4 separate regions of the Mus musculus genome follow, and all the other regions are linked to region 1. The links are chromatin contacts, called in public HiChIP or PLAC-seq maps. All regions are on one chromosome and are shown on one strand. Each heading gives the region's core, a stretch centred on a gene start, on an enhancer-like site or on the middle of the called end of the contact. The rest is flanking DNA. Distances are from core to core; before and after follow the strand shown.

Region 1 (2,582 bases), core at 22-2,521:
GGAGCGGGGGATCCGCCAGATCAGCCCCTCCCCTCCCCCAAAGCGGCAGGGCAGGGAGAGCGAGCCCCGGTTGCTGGGCCGCCCGGACCCCAACAGTCCTGCGGCCCAGGCGGACAATCTACCTTCGCTCCCTCGCCCACTCGTGCGCCTGGTCTCCAGGACGCTGGGAGGTTTCAAGAGGGTGGAGTGGGGGAGCCTTGGAGAATGCCCCGAGCCGGGCGGGACCGCTGCCTAGGGATGGGAACACAAAGAGGAAAGGGGAGTTTGCAGGAGTGACGAGTGAAAACAAATCTGCGAAGGAAGAGAGTGCAAACTGGGGAAGGAAGCGCGGATAGAGCAGAGAATCCCCAGCCAACAAGAAAGGAGCCGGGGCCGAGAAGAGGGGGAAAGTGGGTGCGGGGCAGAGGCTCTGCAGAAGAGGGCAGCGGCAAATGAGTACACGGGACAGAGAGCACTGGATGTGGTGAAGTCTGCAGGAACCGAGAGGTCCCACAGCCCGCTTGGGCACTCCGTGCAGCGGCCCAGGGCTCTGCGCAGCGGGAGAGCGCTGCAAGTGAGGCGGCGCGAAGGGGGTCGCTTACCTGCATGGTGACCACCCCCAGCTCCTCGGCAGCCAGCCTCCGCATCTGGCTCGCCAGCACTTGCGCCTCGTCCAGGATGGAGAAGTCGGCGTCGGCCACGGCGCCCAAGATCCAGCATGCCACAAGGCAGAGCAGCCAAAGGGGCGGCCGCGGGGCCCCAGGCCAGCCAGGGCAGCGAGGACAGCGGCGGACCACAGCGGCCGGCCTTACGGTCTCCTCTTCCTCCGGCTCGCGGGCCATGCCGCCTCCGGCCACTCCCGCCGACGGGATTCGGGCGCTGGCCGCGGGAGGCGCAGCCCGCCAAACTTTCCTCGTCTCCTGCGCTCTCGGCTCCACGGCGCGGCGGCTGTAGCTGGAAAACTTAGGGGGCGCCCGGCTGCAGCGCGGGCGCGCGGGCGGCCACCATCGCCCGGCGGCAGCGGCTCGAAGACCGCGGCGCCCGCAGGCCGGGCGGGCGGCTGAGAGCACCGGCGGAGCGGCGCCGCCTTCGCTTTCCCGAGTCCCGGCGCAGCCCGGAGACGGCGGCGGCGCCACCAGTGTAGGCGCGGCGAGGCGACCGGGGCGGTCTCCCGGCGAGGAGGGAGAGGGAGGTTTAAAAGACCGAAGTGAGAGAAGAGAAAGGAAAGAAAGCGGCGGGGAAAAGGGAGGTGTCTGGTGCCACCACGCTGCGCTCCGGCTCCGTACACTTCCCGGCTCCGCCGCTGCCGCTGCAGCGGTGATTTATGGAAAGAGGAGGGAGGCGGGGAAAGTCCCGCGCTCGCCCCTCCTCTCCCTCCTTGCACGGGGCGACGCCCTGGGACGCTGGGGGCCCGGGATACTGGGGGACCTCGCTTGCACAGGACCCTTCTGGCCTGAGAAGGGGATCATTTGAGACCTTCCCATAGCTGGCCACGCGACCGCCCCCACCCCCTGACTCGGCCCGTGCAGGAGATCTCGGGTCCCAAGTGTTACAGGTTCCACCCACCCACCACCCAAAGTCCCTTTTAAGTTCGAGAACTCGGGCTTTCTGCCTGACCCAGACCTAGGAAGGGAGCAACTGTCTTTAGAGCTTTAACTCCCTTTCCTCATTTTTTATTAGTAACAATAGCTCGCCCTCGTGGGCACAGCGGACTTGGTTTGTAACCAGCTATCATGTGGCCAGCACAATACTCTGAGGTCTACATTCAGTGTGTGTGACTCATTATCCTTTAATCCCAGGACGAGGCTAAGAGGTTGTATCTTGATCCTGAATTTTCAGGTAACAAACTCCGAGCCTTAGGGAGTTGCAACAAATAGCTGAAGGTCACCCAGGGATAAGCTACTGACCCAGAGTTTAAGCACAAGTATTACTTTCAGGCCTGTGCTCTGACCTTCCACTGGATGTTTCTCTCTCTCTCTCTCTCTCTCTCTCTCTCTCTCTCTCTCTCTCTCTCTCCTCCCTCCCTCCTTCCCTCCCTCCCTCCCTCCCTCCTGCCCTCTCTCTTTGTGTTTGTGTGTATAAATCCATCTGACTCCATTACAGGCAAAAATAACAAATAAAAAATAAAAACGAAAACAAAGCTGAAGTTGAGCTCATAGCATCCTCCTGCTTTCATAAGCATGGCAGGTATGGCTCCTGAGTACTGGATCAGGCTCTCTGAGAGCCACCATAGAGAAACAAGTGTGTGCTGCAGGGCGAGTGTCCCTGTATAAAGCATTCATTCACTTTCCTATAGACTATGAATGTGCTGCTTCAAGAGTCCTAGAAACTACAGCTATGGGTAGGCAAATGTGAGGGGAGGGGGTAACTGAGAATGCCCCCCACCATACTCTTATGTTTGAGTACTTGGTCCCCAATTTGGGGCTGTTTGGGAACAATTAGAAGGTGTGGTCATTTTGGAGGAGTGTGCCACTAGGGATGGTCTTTGAGGTTTAAAAAAAACATTCTGGAGAGATGGCTTAGCGGTTAAGACCACTGACTGTTCTTCCGAAGGTTCAGAGTTCAAATCCCAGCAACCACATGGTGGCTCACAACCATCCATA
Region 2 (2,582 bases), core at 51-2,550, 52 kb before region 1:
GAAGTGTCCTCTGGGCCGCCATTGTGTCTATGAGTAAAGCTGTTCCGATAAAGCAGTGACCAGGGCAACTAGAAAAGACAGCGGGGGCTCTACCCAGCACAGAGGTAAAGACCCGGGATCCATTCTATACACACATGTTGAGATATGGACATTAATCAAAATCTGTGTATGTCGATAGCAGAAACAAGTCTCTTGCTTGCTTTAGTTATACCCAGGTGGTAAGGCTATGGGACAGTAGCTAACCCTCACTCAACATCAGATCATTTGACTGCTGTCAAAACTGTCCCCCAAAACCTCTGTGAGTTGTTCGGAACACAAGGAATGAGGTTTACAACAGGTGGTAATAATTACAAGCTATTGGTGACATTAAAAAAAAAAGGAAAGAAATGATCAAAATTATTATATTATTTTATTGTGAAATACACATATATATTATATTATCTTGGTCGTTTCATTAATAATATATTATTATATAAGATTATTACTAGTCTTCGTAAGATTAACCTAGAATATCGGGCTTCAGGTTTGAGGCTGGAATTATGCTAATTTACTATTGTAATTCTGGTTGACTGGAGCTGCTTGGTGGAGCTGACTGATTGATGGTTAACAGGCGGCTAGAAAGAACAGTGTAGTCAGACTTACCCGATAGCTAGGTGGGTGTGTTTTTAAAGTATTGGAATAAAATAATGAGCTCCTCTTGCCGACTCTGCGGAGCCCTCCCTTACAGATAAGGAAAGCAGGGCCTGGAGCAGATGGATAATGTTTGCAAGGTGCTCCATGTGTTTCCAGTTCAGCACTCAGACCTCCTGAGGGGGTTTAACGTGACTCTCCTGCTGCAGACCCTGGCTAAGCCTCAATCAAACGGTTCCAACGTGCCTGAACCTGCTGGCCGCGAGCCAGATTATTTAGCGTCTGGAATTCTCCCACATTTCCATTGCTGAAGGCAGAAAGTTTATCATTCAGGCCCAAGAAGGTATGTCTGCCAGAGATTTCTTAGCAAAAGTCCTTTAAGTCTTTGTTATCAAATGGGTAACAAGGGCCTAATGAGATTTAAAAAACAAAAAGACTCACAGTTCCTGCTAATAAGTAGCCTGTCAACATGAGACTTTTAACTCAGTTAAGTGGTCCCTATCTCAAAAGGGAGATAGACAGGCACTGTGGGGGACACAGAGATGCTCACAGAGCCACAGATAGGCTGGTTGAACTATATGTTAGAAGGCATGGGCTTGTAGGGGAATGCCAAGACAAGCACATGTACTTACTGAAGGCCCTTGCTATCTCTGAGGCCCTTATCTATGACTCTTATCTCTCTCTAGCTCTTAGAGACAATAGGAAGCTAAGAAAGGGTTCCAGCTCCCAGGGAGGCTAGGGACATGAGGATGGCCATGTCCTTGACAAAAGTCTAGACCAAAAAAAAAAAAAAGCCATTCTTTGTCCCGTCTCAAACAAATATGTCTCCAGAATTGTAGTTCCCAACAATCAGAAAACCAGTACTTTGATACCATAATTTCTTTCTTTCCTGTGAGTGGAAAATGTCTCATAGGACTCAATCCATTTTAGAGATTCGAAAACTTGGAAGACTGTACAGATCCACAGGTCAAGCTGGACCTTGTCTGAATGCTCTGCACCGACCCATGTAATGATGCTGGCTCATTCATGACCTGCTCCTAACTTTTCCACTGTCTCCTAATACCATCCTAACTACAGCACAACCTGATAAAGATTTATTTTAAAAGCAGGTATCCAATTAACTCAGTTGAAAAGATAGGACATAAAAACAACAGAACACTGGCAGTCCATCTTGGATGTAGGACTCAGGTTCAGGACCAATGAAATGTCCTGATTTCCCCAAGAGACACATAAAAGTGCATCCCCGCCCTGCCCCTCCCCCCCACCCCGGGGTTGTGTGAGGCTCTCAGTTATCTTGGCAGAAGAAGCTAGGCCAGAGTCAGGGGCTGACAAATGACTACACTTAAGTGCCTCCTCCTGCCCCATAATGAACCCTCCTTCCTGTAAGGAGATACAAACATTGAAAAAACACTGAACCTAACCAACACCTCCCAGGATCTACAAAAGCGCCCTGGCTCAGTCAGGGAAGCCTGCAAGAGATCAAGTCCCGTTCAAAAAGGATGGCAAGCTGTGCCACCACGGGAGTCCACTGTCCTTGTCTCTTAAGATCTAATCAGTTTCTTTGTTTCCCAGGGAATACAACCTGAATAGCCACAGGACTCCTCCGTTCAATCAAAGGCAGGACAGCTCCCCTAGGGTGGGATATACCACCCTCTCCCATCCCCCAAACACAGTGCAAAAAGTTAATAAACGAACAGGAGAAATAAGACCAGCCAGGTAAAGGAGTCATACTATCTAGATGTCTCCTGGCAACGTGAAGCTTCAGGTTGGTTGTCTACCTCATTTGCTCAGGATCTCCCCAGGGCGCCCTCCCAGTTACTCTCACAGTGGCCTCCCAGGCCCTAGTGGTCCTTCCTGGCTTCCTCCTGCTGTGGAGCTATCCCTCTTCATCTTGCCAGGCTGGACCGAGGAACAAACTCCAACTCAAAAACTTCCCTTAGATATCGTCCCAT
Region 3 (2,582 bases), core at 41-2,540, 41 kb after region 1:
GCTAAACAACTAATGTACAGTTATAAGTCACACTTAGTGACATTACATGTGAGAATTCAAAAATACGTTCTCCCATCAGCCCCCAGGGTTCTCATTCATCTCATCTTTTCTGCTTAGAGAATTCAATTTCCGAAAAGCAGGTACGCAGACTGGCATTCGAAAGCACAATAGTGTTCCAGGAGGTAATAGACACCCATTATCCACACAGCTTTTTAATCTTTTCTATATTAATTCTTCTATTTATAGCCACTCTACATAAAATGCAGCTGCCTGTGTATTCCTCGTGCGTGTAAACCATACAACAAAGTCTCGGCTTAATTAAAATACCATAAAGTGGGTGAAAAGCGGCAGCCTAGCGCTCTCCTCCTTTCTTCTCCTATCAATAGGATTAGAAGTTTTCTCCATCCAACTTTGTCTTGAGATCTTTATCCCAGGCATTCTCAGAACCACCGGCTAATGAGAGGTATCAGTGAGTCAGGGGGAGGGAGAAAGGGCTTATTTTCCAATTATGAATGTCCTGATTCATTAACGATGACTCCGACATTTGTTGTTGGACTCAGGTTGTCAGGGACTTGCATCTCAACAATAGTGGCATGTGGATCTCTGCCATCTCTCATCAATCTCGTGTGGAGGTGCCATTAGAAAGACCCAGCAGAAAGCAGAGTTGGAAAGAAAAAAACATGCGTGTCCAGGCCATAATTGTATTAGCTTGTTGAAAAAACTCATTCCCTTTGTTTACCATTGGCAAGTCTTGAAATTCATTAAGACAGGGCTTATCCTGTGAACTTTACAGCAAACTGTAAGACATGGAAAGTGCAGAGGCCAGTGTCAGATCCAAGGTCACAACCTGTCGACAGCCATAGAGCAGCCAATGGCAGTACTAGTTAACATGCCGGTTTTGTAGTAGTTTACATAATAACACTTATGATTAATCTTCACCGTTCTGTGAGCATATTTGGGCTTTTTATGAGGCCTCTTGTCTTTGAGGTATCATAAAAATGTAGTCAAATTCACTAGAAGAATCCAGATTGTGGTTCCTTTTAGCTCTGGCATCGGCCTCTGCAGTCTCGGGTCAACCACAGCCTGAAAAATATTAAGTGCAACACTGCAGAAATAAGCTGTGTGTGGGTTTTCAATGTTGTGCCTTTTACTAGCATGGCGCAGTCTTGGCTGTGGAGCCAGCATACCTGTGCCATGAATCCTCCCTTTGTTTAGTATGTCCATGCTGGACACATTGCTAGCTAGGAGCCATGCCAGTTGTCTCTGCTACTGTGCCACTTTTGTTTGAGGGACCCTGCTCCAGGAGGCTGACACTGTGCCTGCATCCTGCAGCACCTCCCTCCACCTTACCGTGCAGGCAAGAACAGTGATGAAAGAACAATGTGGGTGGTGGTGGGGTAACATTTATTACAGTATATTATTCGTTCAATCTATTGTTAATCTTTACCTATGTATAATTCAGAAATTAAACTTTATTGTAGATACACTTGTATAAGAAAAATATAGCAAATACAGGATCTGATGCTGTCCGCGACGTTGGACATCCTCTGAGTCTTGGAAGAGATCCTCTGGTAATAAAAAAGTCCTACTTTTCTTTGATTAGTCCAGTGTTATTGTTTAGGAATACTGAAAACAAACTCTTTTTTTAAACCTAATATTGGACTTAGGGGAATAATCTAAACCAGGATGGCTCAAACCTTTTTACTTAAAGACAAATAAACTATGGGTTTTTTTTTTAAGATTTATTTTTATGTATGTGAAAGACGGTGTGACTGTGTGTTTGTGCCTATGAAGGCCAGAAGAATGTATCATATGGGGCAATTGTAAGCTGCCTGGTGTAGGTGGTGGGAACTGAACTTTGATCTCTCTGCAAGAGCTACAAGCTCTCTTCATCAAAGCCATCTCTCTAGGCTCAGCTGTTTCCATCTGTGAATCCTTTTCATTTTAGAAATTTTATGTAACCTTAGAGTGTTTGGATGTACAAAATAGACATACAAATAAAACATTTACTCATAATAATTCATGAATGAACTTATCTTAAAACAATTCTGGGTCTCAGAAGATGGCTAGGTTGCTATCTTCGTTAGGGTTACTACTGCTATGGTGAAACAAACGCCATGACAAAATAGCAAGTTGGGGAGTGTCTTAGTTAGGGTTTTACTGCTGTGAACAGACACCATGACCAAGGCAAGTCTTATAAAAACAACATTTAATTGGGGCTGGCTTACAAGTTCAGAGGTTCAGTCCATTATTATCAAGGTGGGAGCATGGCAGTATCCATTCAGGCATGGCGCAGGCAGAGCTGAGAGTTCTACATCTTCATCCAAAGGCTGCTAGTGGAAGACTAACTTCCAGGCAACTAGGGTGAGGATCTTAAGCCCACGCCCACAGTGACACACTGATTTCAACAAGGCCACACTTCCAAATGGTGCCACTCCCTGGCCCAAGAATATACAAATCATCACATTCTACTCCCTGGCCCCCATAGACTTGTTCAAACATATGAGTCTATGGGGGGCCATACTTAAACATAGCATAGTGCAAAATGTATTTAGTACAACTTTTAAAGTCCTCATAGTCTA
Region 4 (2,582 bases), core at 25-2,524, 36 kb before region 1:
TGATAGTCTTTTAGAGAACTTAGTATGTCTGTGTATGTGTGATGCAGCCAGCTCACCAGTGCCCCTCTCAGAGGGCAGATAAGGTACCTGTAAGGAGAACAAATGACTGGGCATCAAGGGGACACAGCAGGCAGCTCAGACCTAGAACAACTAAGTAGGATAGGACCTACATGAGGCACAAGCAAAGAGCTGGACTAATGGCTACGTACAGCTCTACTAGTCAGGGCACAGCCTCAGGCAGGAGGTCCTGCAAAAGGAGGGTGGCGTTGGGAGAGGGTGTCTAAAAAGAAATGCTGCTCAGGGAAGCAGAGGCAGTAGGGACCTGTCACAGAGTATAAAGATTCAGGTTTAGCTCACAGACATGAATCTTGGGTACCTAGCCAGGCTACTCAGCCAACCCAGAGGACTCCAGGAGCCACTGTAGCTAGGACAGCTACAGGAAGGGAATCTTCACTCTTCCACTACAGAGCCCCAACAATGCCCAAGCTATTCAGTGAGTCAAACATCCAAACAGTAATATCCATGGCTTTGACAACACTACTTGAATGTCTTCCTCAGTTGAAGATGGTGACTTAAAACCAGATGTTGCTATAAGAAGAAGGAATCTCCGACCCACCCAACTTGGGATCCATGTACAGCACCCCACTGTCAGCATCCACCCCTTTAAACATCTAATTCATGTCACCCATGGGGCAGACACAATGTCAGGAGGCCCCAAATCTCATGCAATTTGCAGTCAGCCCAAAGGTAGGCACAACTAGAAAAGAGAAAATTAGAACCAAGTAATTGGTCCACAGTTACACCTCAGTCAGTCTATATTTTTAGTATTACACTTACCACCTAAATATAGTAGGATTTCAGTGTGAACATCTGCTTCTACTCCTCTGATTGGCAAAAGTAAAAGAAACTAGGCAGGTACTTTGCTATGAAACAATCCTTTAATCCTAGCACTTGGGAGGCAGAGGCAGGCGGATTTCTGAGATCGAGGCCAGTCTAGTCTACAAAGTGAGTTCCAGGACAGCCAAGGCTACACAGAGAAACCCTGTCTTGGGGGGAGGGGGGGAATTGAATCCACCAAATAAATCTAACTGGTGGAAAACTGACAGAGACAGGGTTCTGGCTCATTCACAAGAGGAGTGAGGAATTAGAAAAAAATACACGTCTCTTTAGTTATTTCTTTCAAAGTGTTGTGGCTGAACTCAATGGCCTGTGCGAGCCAGGCAAGCAGCCCACCACTGAGCCCCAGGACACAGAAGATTCATTAGGTCAAACAAAGACTGTCTTCTTCAGGGTTCCAATGTAAGAAAACATGGTTCTTAGGTACGCCATCAGTGGACATGGAGAAGACATTGCCTCCCTTTCAAGGAAAATAGATGTTTTCTCCATTTAAACGTATTTGAAGCTTTTCATATGCATGCCTTTGTGATCAGTAGAGCCAGCATTTCAGTAGGGGGTTGGGGTGGGTGGGAAATTTCTGAAGTGGAAGAGTAGTAGGGCTTGAAGCTCTACAACCAGCGCTTCATTTACAAGAGAAAGGGAAACACAGGAACAGAGGCTCAGTTCCCCCAGCTCTCAGCAACCCCAGCTCTCACAGCCAGCTCGGAGCAGAAATATAAACAAACACTCTAGACGACAACAACCTAGCCAATCTCTTAGCACCTTCAAGAGAGAATCTTAAAACAGGACATCATACTCTGCATAAACAAAGATCATTCTTGAAAAGCTATCACCTGGTATCGAAGCTCTGATTTCCCCCTTTCTTCTTTTTGCTCTTTAACATAAATACATTCCGTGCTTTGACAGATTTTAGAAACTAAGCCCCTCCCCCCCACAAAGGCACCATTCAATTCCAATGTCCTTGGAGTGTTTTATCTGGGGATTAGACAACTATACCAAAACACAGCTGTTCTAGTTTTTTCTCCTTTATTTTTCACATTATATTAAAAAAAAAAAAACCCTCCCACTATCAGCCAGTCCAATTAGTTACTTGGTATCAAAAGGCGGCTTTGGTCTTTCATCTTCAGGAAAAACTGGATCCAAGCGACAGGGTGTCATGGAAACTGTATCTTGGGTCATTTCCTGTTTCAATTGTTTAGCCACAGAAAAAGTTCTGCCCTATCAGATGGAAATTAATGACTACTTGCCTTTGCTTCTGAAGATCATGCAACTAAATGAGAGAGAGAGAGAGAGAGAGAGAGAGAACTCTTTTTGACCAAATTTTCCCACCAATACTAAGAAGTGCAGAGAGAACAGTGCACCCAAAATGGCAAAACACAGACTGATGCAATGAATGAGGTTTTATTCCACTCAATTTCTGTAATCCCATGATCAGCTTGAAGGCTGTCATTGTGTTTGGGAAATACGGCTACGGGATAAGTGGTTTTAATTGTGGTTCTCTTGATTCATGCTCCTCCACTTACAACACATTCTCAAGCTCCCCTAGTATAATTCTGCTTCCAATTTGGCCATTAACAAGAGAGAAATGGCATTTTCCTTTTCAACGTGAACTACTGTCAACATAAGAAAAAAAAATACAATTGGAAGAGAGGCTGTGCTGTACCGATTTCTCAGCAAGCAAAACA

The links. HiChIP or PLAC-seq counts read pairs in DNA pulled down with a chosen protein or histone mark.
Region 2: an H3K27ac HiChIP or PLAC-seq map of extraembryonic endoderm stem cells shows a contact between it and region 1. The contact joins the enhancer-like site here to the promoter of Cachd1 in region 1. A contact is called at or near these places in 2 of 39 promoter capture datasets (frontonasal cranial neural crest and maxillary cranial neural crest), 1 of 15 datasets of contacts at CTCF or cohesin (the NIH/3T3 cell line), 10 of 484 Hi-C or Micro-C datasets (astrocytes, cerebral cortex, cortical glia and 6 more), 12 of 115 datasets of contacts at active chromatin or transcription factors (craniofacial prominence, embryonic midbrain, embryonic stem cells and 5 more) and 3 of 9 other capture datasets (adipose tissue, embryonic stem cells and pancreatic islet).
Region 3: a contact with region 1 is called in an H3K4me3 HiChIP or PLAC-seq map of embryonic forebrain, with 2.3 times the contacts expected there. The contact joins the enhancer-like site here to the promoter of Cachd1 in region 1. A contact is called at or near these places in 1 of 39 promoter capture datasets (cranial neural crest), 4 of 484 Hi-C or Micro-C datasets (embryonic cerebral cortex, neural progenitor cells, pancreatic cancer cells and 1 more), 5 of 115 datasets of contacts at active chromatin or transcription factors (astrocytes, embryonic forebrain, embryonic midbrain and 1 more) and 3 of 9 other capture datasets (adipose tissue, liver and pancreatic islet).
Region 4: a contact with region 1 is called in an H3K27ac HiChIP or PLAC-seq map of embryonic stem cells, with 2.7 times the contacts expected there. The contact joins the enhancer-like site here to the promoter of Cachd1 in region 1. A contact is called at or near these places in 2 of 39 promoter capture datasets (frontonasal cranial neural crest and maxillary cranial neural crest), 5 of 484 Hi-C or Micro-C datasets (cerebral cortex, embryonic stem cells, nephron progenitors and 1 more), 7 of 115 datasets of contacts at active chromatin or transcription factors (embryonic stem cells, epiblast stem cells, intestinal villus epithelium and 1 more) and 2 of 9 other capture datasets (adipose tissue and pancreatic islet).

What each region holds. Positions count from the first base shown.
Region 1 is chr4:100,775,368-100,777,949 of GRCm38.p6, reverse strand. It overlaps Cachd1 (cache domain containing 1), which reads right to left and starts at 1,271. Exons shown (of 27, transcript NM_198037.1): 1 at 582-1,271. The coding sequence starts at 821.
Region 2 is chr4:100,827,144-100,829,725 of GRCm38.p6, reverse strand. All of the region lies in intron 1 of Cachd1 (cache domain containing 1), which reads right to left. Among named protein-coding and RNA genes, the nearest start is that of Cachd1, 52 kb to the right of the region's middle. Within about 2 kb of position 1,300, at least 38 of the 459 cell types and tissues checked have an H3K27ac peak or open chromatin away from gene starts, as enhancers often do. A contact at or near this core is called in craniofacial prominence, epiblast stem cells, extraembryonic endoderm stem cells and 1 more, where this site is marked.
Region 3 is chr4:100,733,984-100,736,565 of GRCm38.p6, reverse strand. No RefSeq gene overlaps it. Among named protein-coding and RNA genes, the nearest start is that of Cachd1, 41 kb to the left of the region's middle. Within about 2 kb of position 1,290, at least 9 of the 459 cell types and tissues checked have an H3K27ac peak or open chromatin away from gene starts, as enhancers often do. A contact at or near this core is called in embryonic forebrain, where this site is marked.
Region 4 is chr4:100,810,978-100,813,559 of GRCm38.p6, reverse strand. All of the region lies in intron 1 of Cachd1 (cache domain containing 1), which reads right to left. Among named protein-coding and RNA genes, the nearest start is that of Cachd1, 36 kb to the right of the region's middle. Within about 2 kb of position 1,274, at least 34 of the 459 cell types and tissues checked have an H3K27ac peak or open chromatin away from gene starts, as enhancers often do. A contact at or near this core is called in embryonic stem cells, epiblast stem cells, intestinal villus epithelium and 1 more, where this site is marked.